Regions from separate parts of the Mus musculus genome. Here region 2 is linked to region 1. The links are chromatin contacts, called in public HiChIP or PLAC-seq maps. All regions are on one chromosome and are shown on one strand. Each heading gives the region's core, a stretch centred on a gene start, on an enhancer-like site or on the middle of the called end of the contact. The rest is flanking DNA. Distances are from core to core; before and after follow the strand shown. Region 1 has its middle 77 kb from the start of Gm38917. Region 2 overlaps Plekha5 (pleckstrin homology domain containing, family A member 5).

What was found. HiChIP or PLAC-seq counts read pairs in DNA pulled down with a chosen protein or histone mark.
Region 2: an H3K27ac HiChIP or PLAC-seq map of embryonic stem cells shows a contact between it and region 1, with 9 read pairs. The contact joins two enhancer-like sites. A contact is called at or near these places in 2 of 115 datasets of contacts at active chromatin or transcription factors (both in embryonic stem cells) and 1 of 9 other capture datasets (embryonic stem cells).

Annotation. Positions count from the first base shown.
Region 1 is chr6:140,205,901-140,211,080 of GRCm38.p6, reverse strand. No RefSeq gene overlaps it. Among named protein-coding and RNA genes, the nearest start is that of Gm38917, 77 kb to the left of the region's middle. Within about 2 kb of position 1,305, at least 23 of the 459 cell types and tissues checked have an H3K27ac peak or open chromatin away from gene starts, as enhancers often do. A contact at or near this core is called in embryonic stem cells, where this site is marked.
Region 2 is chr6:140,573,264-140,577,799 of GRCm38.p6, reverse strand. Plekha5 (pleckstrin homology domain containing, family A member 5) reads right to left here. Exons shown (of 31, transcript NM_144920.3): 22 at 462-573. Among named protein-coding and RNA genes, the nearest start is that of Aebp2, 48 kb to the left of the region's middle. Within about 2 kb of position 1,514, at least 32 of the 459 cell types and tissues checked have an H3K27ac peak or open chromatin away from gene starts, as enhancers often do. A contact at or near this core is called in embryonic stem cells, where this site is marked.

The DNA.
Region 1 (5,180 bases), core at 56-2,555:
TCCAGAAAAAGAGCAAAACAGAGGGGTAGAGGTGTTCCTCCCCACCCCCACGTAAGGGCCTGGCACCACTGCTCTGCTCTTAAATTCATTAAAGTGCAGACTACCTACACAAGGATGGGCTTGTCCACTCCTGTCTTGGAGGAAGAGGGGCTCTCTAGGTCCTGCTCCTTCTGGGATTTGTAAACAGTTGCTAGAGGTGGGCAAGGCATGTTCTTCAGTTAGGTACCATGGTCCTATAAATGACTTCTCGCTTGCACTAGTATAGGTAACTCCAGTTATATATCCTGGTATACACACACATGCGAACATGAACACACATGCATGTGCACCGATACACACACATGCATGCACACACATGGGTACACACAAGGGTGTACACATGCACGTGTGCACACACACACAGGCACACACATGCACACACACATGTAGACACACATGCACACAACTCGCATGAGAACACAGTGAGGCTTAGTGAGGAAGAGAGCCAGTGGGAGGGAACAAGAAGGCAATCAGGACTGCGAATATGATCAGAACACATTATATACACAGATGAAGATGTTCCAATGAAATTCGTTAACATGTGTAATGAACATGTGCTAATAGAAAACTTGGGGTGAGAAGAGTGGTTTGTTAGAAGGTAAAGCTACGCTGACTGTTTGACTCACTATCTGCGCAGCAGGCTCCTTTCCACTTCTCAGCTGTTTGGTGGCGCACTGAGGGATCCACATGAGAGTGCTAGAACGATGGTGTTTGGGCTCCGTACAGAACCCAGACAAACTGCTAAGGCTACCATATATAGCCCTCCATCTCAGGAGCTTTGCCATAGCAACAGGAAATTGGCCTATGTTCACCTGTTCTTTCATTCCTATAATTTTTTAAAAAAATTGTCTCATGGTAGGAATGAGCAAGCAGTTTATATTTTTTAAGGCAGATTTTTAGTGTCCCCATGGAAATTTTTCTTTTTTAGCGTAAGGCAATGGGGACTAACTAACCTCATTCCCAAGTAAAGGGGAAGAAAAATGCTGTGGTTGCCAACAGTCCTTGCTGAAGGAGCCATTTTCTCTAGGTGTCTTCACTATTTAAATGTTGGAGGTGAGGCAGGTTAATTCCTGCTGGCTTTCAGTCTAGGCCCTGCCTCCGCAGTTACCTGGCAACAGCCAGGTGTGCCTGACTCACTGTAAAAGGGGCTGCTTGCCCCCTTCTCACTCTCTTGCTTTCTTTTCCTGTACTCTCTCTCCATTCCCCTCCCCCAATATGCTGATGGCCAGCCTCTATTCTCTACTCTCTCCCTCTCTTTGCCTTTCTCTGCCTCTACTCCCCTCTCCCCTCCCCTCCCTATTCCCTGAATAAACTCTATTCTATACTATACCATTGTATGGCTGGTCCCTCAGGAGGAAGGGATGCCTCAGCAAGGGCCTGGAAAGGCACCCCCTTCCCCCACACCTGACTATACCTCCACCACACACATCCCTTCTCTCTATCTTTTTATAAAACACAACAACTCCACTAATTTGTTTATTTTTAAATTGTGTGTCTGTGTGGGCATGTGCGTGCCCGTGGAGTCCGGACAAGCATGTTGGATCCCCTGCAGCTGGAATTACAGGCAGTTGTGAGCATGGTCTCTCCTGGCTGTCATCCCTGGCGATCCTTCATTTTCTTAAGGTTTGCTTGTACGCCTGTCTGTGGCGGCAGTGAGATGGTAGCGGCCCTCAGCTATGAGCTTGGGAGTGTTTCTCATCCACGTGCTCATGAGACAACCCTGTCACGGCGATGGATGGCCAGGCTAGAGCACGCTGAGTGTCGTCTCACTACTGACTGAGAACACTGGACTGACAGTTGGCTCCGCATTCTTAGAGGATGAGAAACACACGGGCAGAAGCTGGAGACAGCTGTGCCCCGTTATCCATTTCTCGGTTATCCCTGTCACGAGCTCTCCAGAACTGAGTTGGGTGAGCTTCATGGTCATCCCTCTTTCTCTAGGCTCTTTACAAAATATACTATACTGTAACATTTCGTTAATTCCTTGAGAATCTCATACATGCATACAATGTATTTTCATATTTACCTTCACCCCTCTCCCTAACTCCCCCCAGATCCACCTCTTGCCTGCTCCCATCTTGGTATCTCCTCTTTTTTAAAAAGTATCTAACCTGACGAGTCTCATTTGTACTATATATATATATATATACAAATTATATATATATATATATATATATATATATATATATATATATATATATTCTTTTCCTTGGGTGTGTGACTATTCATTGGTATTCACTGGAGTTGGGTGATGGGCCAGGGGCCACACTTGTAAAGACAACTGACTGCCTCCTGGAGAAGCCATCAACTATCAATAGATCCTCAGCCAGGAGTGTATGCTTGTGGACTCTGCTCTGTTCCATCTCTAGGTCTTCTTGCCAACCAGGAAGAGGTCTGAAGGAAACTCTGGGTGGTGGCAGCATGCCAGGCAGTCTTGTTTGCAAGCAAATTTGACATGGCAGCTATAGCTTATTGTCCTTGCAGTTGCCCTGAATATGCCAGAGGAAAGAGCTGTGTAAACAGCCCGAGGAACCAATGGCACAACTCAGAGCACACTGCAGCCCTGCAGACACCATGACAGGGCTCTGATTTACTACTGGCTTGAAGAAATGACTGTTACCTTGAGTTCCGAATTACCACATCCCGAGGGCATTCTTTGGCATTCTATCCAGGCTGCTAACCAAGTCTTCCACACTTCATTTATGGGATCTGACACTATCACAGACTCCAGCAGTATAGCTGTAGGCTCTAGTAAACTCCTAAATTAAAAGGCAACCCAGTCAAGGGTATTTTGATGTCCAGGGATTTGCACGCAGCTCCCACTAGGATTAGAGCCAAGTCCCTTCTGACTTACTGAAATTAATGCAGAGCTTTCTATCTTAGCTCCGTGCTTTGCATGGGCAATAGAAGAGGAGGTTTGAGTGGGCCAGGCACTTTAAGGATGCTCCATTTTCCTCCAGGAAGCACCTTACATATGTAACGCAGTAGTCTAAAGAAAGCATAAAGATGCTATATTGACACTGCTTCAGAAATTGTGAGGCTTGAGCTATGAAAGAAGTTGAGGTTCAAACGCAATCTTTGTTCATTACTAGATATTTGTTACTAGAGGGGAATTTTCTTTTCACTTTCATTGGTCATTGTTCTAGTTTTATTCCGCAGTAGTGACAAAGGTCATTGCCAAAAGGAACTGAGGGATGCAAGGGTTTGTTTGGCTTGTGCCTTTGGTCATGTTCAGCATGGCAGGGAGTCAGGGAAGGAGCTCGTGGTAGGAATCTGGAACAGGAACTGTGATGGAATGCGGCCTGCTGCTTCCCCCCACAAGCTCATGCTTAGTTATTTTTCTTTATAGTAATTAAAAAAATTCTATGCATAAGTGTTCTGCTTGCATGGATCTATATGGACCAGATGTGGCAGTACTCATGGAAACCAGTAGAGGGTGTTGAATCCCCGGGAAATGGAGTTAAAGGCAGTTGTCAGTGACAGTGTGGCTGCTGGGAACTGAAGCCAGGTCCTCTGCAAGAGCAATGACTTAACTGCCAAGCCATCTCAAGATCCCAGTGAGCTTTCTGGTATGGCTGGAACTACCTGCCCAGGGAATGGTGAGAGCCTGGACCTTCATACATCATGTAGCCATCAAGACCATCCCCCCACAGACATGCCTCAATGGATGTTCTTTCAGATGATTCTAGGCTGGGTCAGGTTGATGCTTAAAGCTAATAGGGCAGCAAACCGTATCCGTTGGTTGGGTGTATCTAATCCAAAATCTGAAATGATCCAAAATCTGAAACTTGGTGGGAAAAATGCAACCTTGTATCATGTGACAGATAGCAATCAAAATGCAGGCTGTGCACTAAGAGATATTAATTTTTTTTGGTAAAGAAAAATTACATGTAGGTTACATGTATAAGGTGTTTCTGGAGTGCAAATATATTTCATGTTTAGATCAGTATGGGTCCCTAGTATATCTCAAGATGCATGTATATGCTCCAAAATTGAAAACAAAACAAAACAACCAACTTCAGGAAGTGGGTGTGGCCCATTGGGCCTAGATGGCACCCTGGCCCATTGCCAGGCCCCATGAAACCCACATGTTTACTGCCTTGCCCGAACATGCGCAGTTGAAACTGCATGGGTAAGCTGCCTGCCAAGCTAGACTATTCGTCGTGATCCGGATCTGTCAGCCTATCTGTGACCAACCTGAGCTCGTGCCTGGAGCGTGTGTGATTCTGATTGGATGAGGTGGTGTGGAGTGAGATGAGGTCAGTCGCCGGGGATATAGGAGAATAGCCCTTGCCCTGAGTGGAGAGAGCTGTAAGTGAAAAAGCTGCAAGTAAAAAAAGAAGCTGCTGCGTGAACCCGACTTGGTGTCCATGTCCTTCTTGTCTCTTTGGGTCGGAGACTGCGGCAACCAACTATTACATACTTTCAAGTATTTCTTAGATAAGGGATATTCAACTTATTCTAATGTATCTGATAGTATAAAACTTGTGACTATTTTACAAGGATCCAATGCCCTCTTTTAGCTTGGAGGGGACTATACTCACACAGTGCACACACATACATGCAGGCCAGCACCGATACACATAAAATAGAAGTAAACAAATCTTTAAAAAATACACATTAAATTCTTGGATTTGATTAACTTTGTAACAAGCTTTGGCAAATAGTTTATCTTTCAGAATTTCAGTGTCCTACACTGCAAGATGGCCACAATATTTACTTTGTGCTTGGTACAAATATGATTACTATTATTTTAAAACAACTGCACTGCACTATCTACACAGAAAATTATATTTTTAAGGTATAAAAGTACTATGCTTAGGGCCTGGCACTTGAGAGACAGAGTCAGAAGAAGCTGTTGAGTGCATGGCTAACTTGGTGGCCTGGGCAAGTCCCTGTCTCAAATAAAACAACAACAACAACAAATCCCCCCCCCCCCCAAGCAAAACCTGCAATCCCCCACTTAACTGCCAAGATCTCCAGATCCCAGTGAGCTTTCTGGTATGGCTGGAACTACCTGCCCAGGGAATGGTGAGAGCCTGGACCTTCATATATCATGTAGCCATCAAGACCATCCCCCCACAGACATGCCTCAATGGATGTTCTTGATATATATATATATGTGTGTGTGTGTGTATTTA
Region 2 (4,536 bases), core at 265-2,764, 370 kb before region 1:
AGCAGAGCTGGAGAGATGGCTCAGAGGTTAAGAGCACCGGTTGCTTTTCCAGAGGTCCTGAGTTCAATTCCTAGCAACCACATGGTGGCTCACAGCCATCTGTAATGAGATCTGATGCCCTCTTCTGGCCTGCAGATGTATATGCAGCAGAGCACTCACATTAAATAAATAAAAAATTTTAAAAGTGGGGGGAGCAAATTGAGAAAAAGGGGTGTAGGATCACTTCCGTTTTTGTCCCCACACTAGGAAGACTCAGAAGGGGAGAGTCGCTGAAGTCCCTTCAGCTTCACTCACTCAGGTCAGGGTTTGTGTGGCGGTGGCTGCCAGAATTGCTGCTTTTGGTTTATTAAGTTATGTACCATTCAGTGGCTCAGAGGGCTGGTTTCTGGTGATAGACTCTATTGAGGTGCAAATGTAACGCCATCTTTCCATTTAGACACCGCTGTGCAGAGCTGACCCACCTGTTTCTGAAGAGCCTCTTTGCTGTTTGTGTTTGCTCAACCCCTCCATGACATCTTGAATTCTCCAGAGCTCCTTTTGAATCTGTGCCCGTTGAATTCCTGCCGACTCACTCTATCAGCAAAGACGACAGATCACTGTAGTGCTTGCGTGGGGCAGGCCCGTGGACTCATGCATTTGAACCCTGGGTGTCTGCTGGCGGGGCCTTGATAAAGGCAGTCCACACTGGGTGGGAGCGTTGATGCTTTACAGCTGGGCCCGTCCTCGTTCTCTCCCTCCCGAGCTCTGGCCAGCCTCCAGGCCTTCCTGCCGTGATGGAACCAAGGCAGAGGGCCAGAAGAAACCCTTTCTCCACTAAGTTGCTTTTTGTTAGGGTTTTCTATGACAGCAACAGGAAAATAACTAACTCAATAACAACTTACGAAAACCGTCAACCTTATAAGTTCTACTAGTCATAAATAAACAATTAGAGCGGCCGAGGGCTAAGTCCCAGGGTATTTAGCGTAACACACACGAGGCAAACAGTAAAGCTGTGCCAGGCGTGGTAGTGCACACCTTTAATCCCAGCACTCAGGAGGCAGAGGTAGGCTGATTTCTGAGTTCAAGGCCAGCCTGGTCTACAAAGTGAGCTCCAGGACAGCCAGGGCTATACAGAGAAACCCTGTCTCAAAAAACAAAACAAAAAATCCCAAAAAACCCCCAAACAAACAAACAAACAAAAACCAGTAAAGCTGTGCATGTCCATCACGGCAGGAAGGCCTGGAGGCTGGCCCGAGCTCGGGAGAAGAGAAGGAAAGCCAAGGAGTTCTCCATGGGCTACCTCGGCTACAGATCACTTTCTCTGGTTTCACATACAGCCAAGCCAACGGTGGGCTGCAGATCAGTGGCAGGAAGTCATTTGTCCTGCATGCACAAGGCTCTCGCACAGCAGCAGCGCTGGATTTAAGAAAGAGTCACTACCGTGTAACTGCTGCTCAGTTACAGCTGCTGCTGCAGGCGTGGGCGTGCGCAGCCCAGGAGCAGAGCTGAGGACACTTATGCCCCATCACCTCCTCCCAACCTTCCTGTACAGGGAGGGAAGGCACTGTATTACTTGTGGTTTCATGGTTCACTGACAGGCATGGGACATGTTCTGAGGATCAGGGCTCCTGCACTACTTCCTAAATTCTAAAACATAAAAAACAATCCCCCATAATCAGCTTCCAAACGCTGACACCATTGCATACACTAGCAAGATTTTATCGAAAGGACCCAGATGTAGCTGTCTCTTGTGAGACTATGCCGGGGCCTAGCAAACACAGAAGTGGATGCTCACAGTCAGCTATTGGATGGGTCACAGGGCCCTCAATGGAGGAGCTAGAGAAAGTAACCAAGGAGCTAAAGGGATCTGCAACCCTATAGGTGGAACAACATTATGAACTAACCAGTACCTCGGAGCTCTTGACTCTAGCTGCATATGTATCAAAAGATGGCCTAGTCGGCCATCACTGCAAAGAGAGGCCCATTGGACTTGCAAACTTTATATGCCCCAGTACAGGGGAACGCCAGGGCCAAGGAGTGGGAGTGGGTGGGTGGGGGAGTGGGGGGGGGAGTGTGTTGGGGACTTTTTGGATAGCATTGGAAATGTAAATGAGGAAAATACCTAATAAAAACAATTAATTCTAAAAAAAACAAAACAAAAAAAAAAAAACAAACAATCCCCACTTGATTGACGGAAGTAAGTAAGTGTGTTTCCAATACAAACATTTCATCCCAGCCACTTTTACTCTATTCTGGTACATTCACTTTCTTCTTCTTCTTCTTCTTCTTTTTTTTTTTTTTTTTGGTTTTTCAAGACAGGGTTTCTCTGTGTAGCCCTGGCTGTCCTGGAACTCACTTTGTAGACCAGGCTGGTCTCGAACTCAGAAATCCTCTTGCCTCTGCCTCCCAAGTGCTGGGATTAAAGGTGTGCGCCACCACTACCTGGCCTACATTCTGTATCATGCTTTCTTATTTAAACATTTTGTATCATGCTTTAAGTTAAAACCACACAGTTTCAAGACTCTGTTATACTTATATGACCCTTGCAGGGAAATCCATTTGTCTTGGGGCTGGAATGATAGCTTAGCACTTAAGAGAGCTTGCTGTCCTTCCAAAAACCACACGTTAGTAGCTCACAACCACCTGTTACACAAAGTCCAGGGTCCATGACCTCTGAGGTATCCACACATGTGGCACACACTGTCCACATACAATGTCCTGTTGCTGTGAGAGAGGGAACACCATGGCCACAGCCAAACTCTTCCTATCTTATTTTTTTCTGAGACAGGGTTTCTCTGTGTAACTCCGGCTGACCCCAAACCCAAAACTCACAGAGATCCACCTACCTCTGCCTCCTGAGCGCTGGGTGGTGAGAACCAATGCTGCCTGGTGGCTTGCTTTGGGGGGCAAACTCTTCTAAAAAGAAAGTACTTGACTGGGGACTTGCTTACAGTTTCCGATGGTTAGTCCCTGACTATCATGGCTGGATACAGACAGGCACAGTGCTGAAGTAGTGCCTGACAGTCACACTGAGCCTGCTGTGGCTGCTGCTGCTGCTTCTTTTTTTATATTTATTTATCTCATGGATGTGGGTACACTGGCGCTGTCTTCAGACAGACTAGAAGAGAGCATCAAATCCCATTATAGATGGTTGTGAGCCACCATGTGGTTGCTGGGAGTTGAACTCAGGACCTCTGGAAGAGCAGCCAGTGCTCTTAACCAGAGTCTTCTCTCCAGCCCCCGCTGTGGCTTTTGAAGCCCCAAAGCCCACCCACAATAACATAAGTCCTCTAACTTGTTGAGGAAGTGTGTCACTGTTGTGGGCTCTGATGGCTCTTAGTGCTCAAGTTCTGACCAGTGAGGAAGAGAGTCCCCTCCTGACTGTCTGCAGAATTCAGTCTCTCCTGGCTGCCTTCAGATCAAGATATAGAACTCTCAGCACCTTCTCCAGCATCAAGTTGGCTTGCACCCTGCCTTGTTTCCTGCCATGATAATGTACTGAACTCTGAAATGTAAACCCCAATTAAATGATGTCCTTCATAAGAGCTGCCTTGGCCATGGTGTCTCTTCACAGCAATAAAACCCAAACTCAGACAGGGAGTATCTCACTAAGCAGCCCTGCTGGCCTGGAACTGTTTGGAGCCTAAGCTCTGGCTCTGCCTGCCTGCTGAACTCTGGGACTGCAGCTGTTTACCATCCTTCCTGGTTACAGGTCTGTTCTCAGTGTCTATTTGCCTGAAACCTGTCAATGCCTCAAGTATTACAAAGCACACAGAAGGACTCAGGAGTGAAAGCTCAGGAGAAAAACGACAGACAGGGAGAGAAGATTAACCATGCAAGCCAGAAACTTGCATGCCTGTAGAGTATAAAGTCTGTACAGATACATGTTTTTGGCAACCTAAAATTTGTACAAGTTTCATGTTTTAAGGTTTAGTTATATTTTGTGTGGGTGTGTATGGTGGTGGTTTGAATGAAAATGGCCAACATAAGCTCATATATTTGAATGCTTAATCACCAGAGAATCAAACTGCTTGGGAAGGCTGAGGGGGTGTGTCCTTGTTGGAGGAGGTGTGTCATTGTGGGTGGGCTGTGGGGTTTCAAGGGCCACAGCGGGCTCAGTGTCTCTTTTCTGCCTGTGGCTGTCAGGGACTAACCATCTGAAACTGTAAGCAAGCCCCCAGTTAAATACTTTCTTTTTAGAATAGTTTGCCTTGGTCACAGTGTCTCCTTGTAGCAGTAATAGAACAAACAGCGAGACAGTGTGTGCCACGTATGTGGGGAACCTCAGAGGCTGAAGGACAGGAATGGATCCCCTGGACTTAGCGTTATAAGTGGTTGTGAGCTCTTCAATACGGGGTCTCTGGAAGGGCAGCAAGTGCTCTTAAGTGCTCTAGTCCCAAGAAGAATATTATATTTAAAAATAAATATTATCTGACAACTAGGTCTGATGGGCATATTTATTACCTTAGTATGCAAGAGCTACAAGTAAGATACTATTAGAGGAAAAAAATAGTGCATATAATAAACAACTGTGTGTTAGCAGTCACAGAATGACAT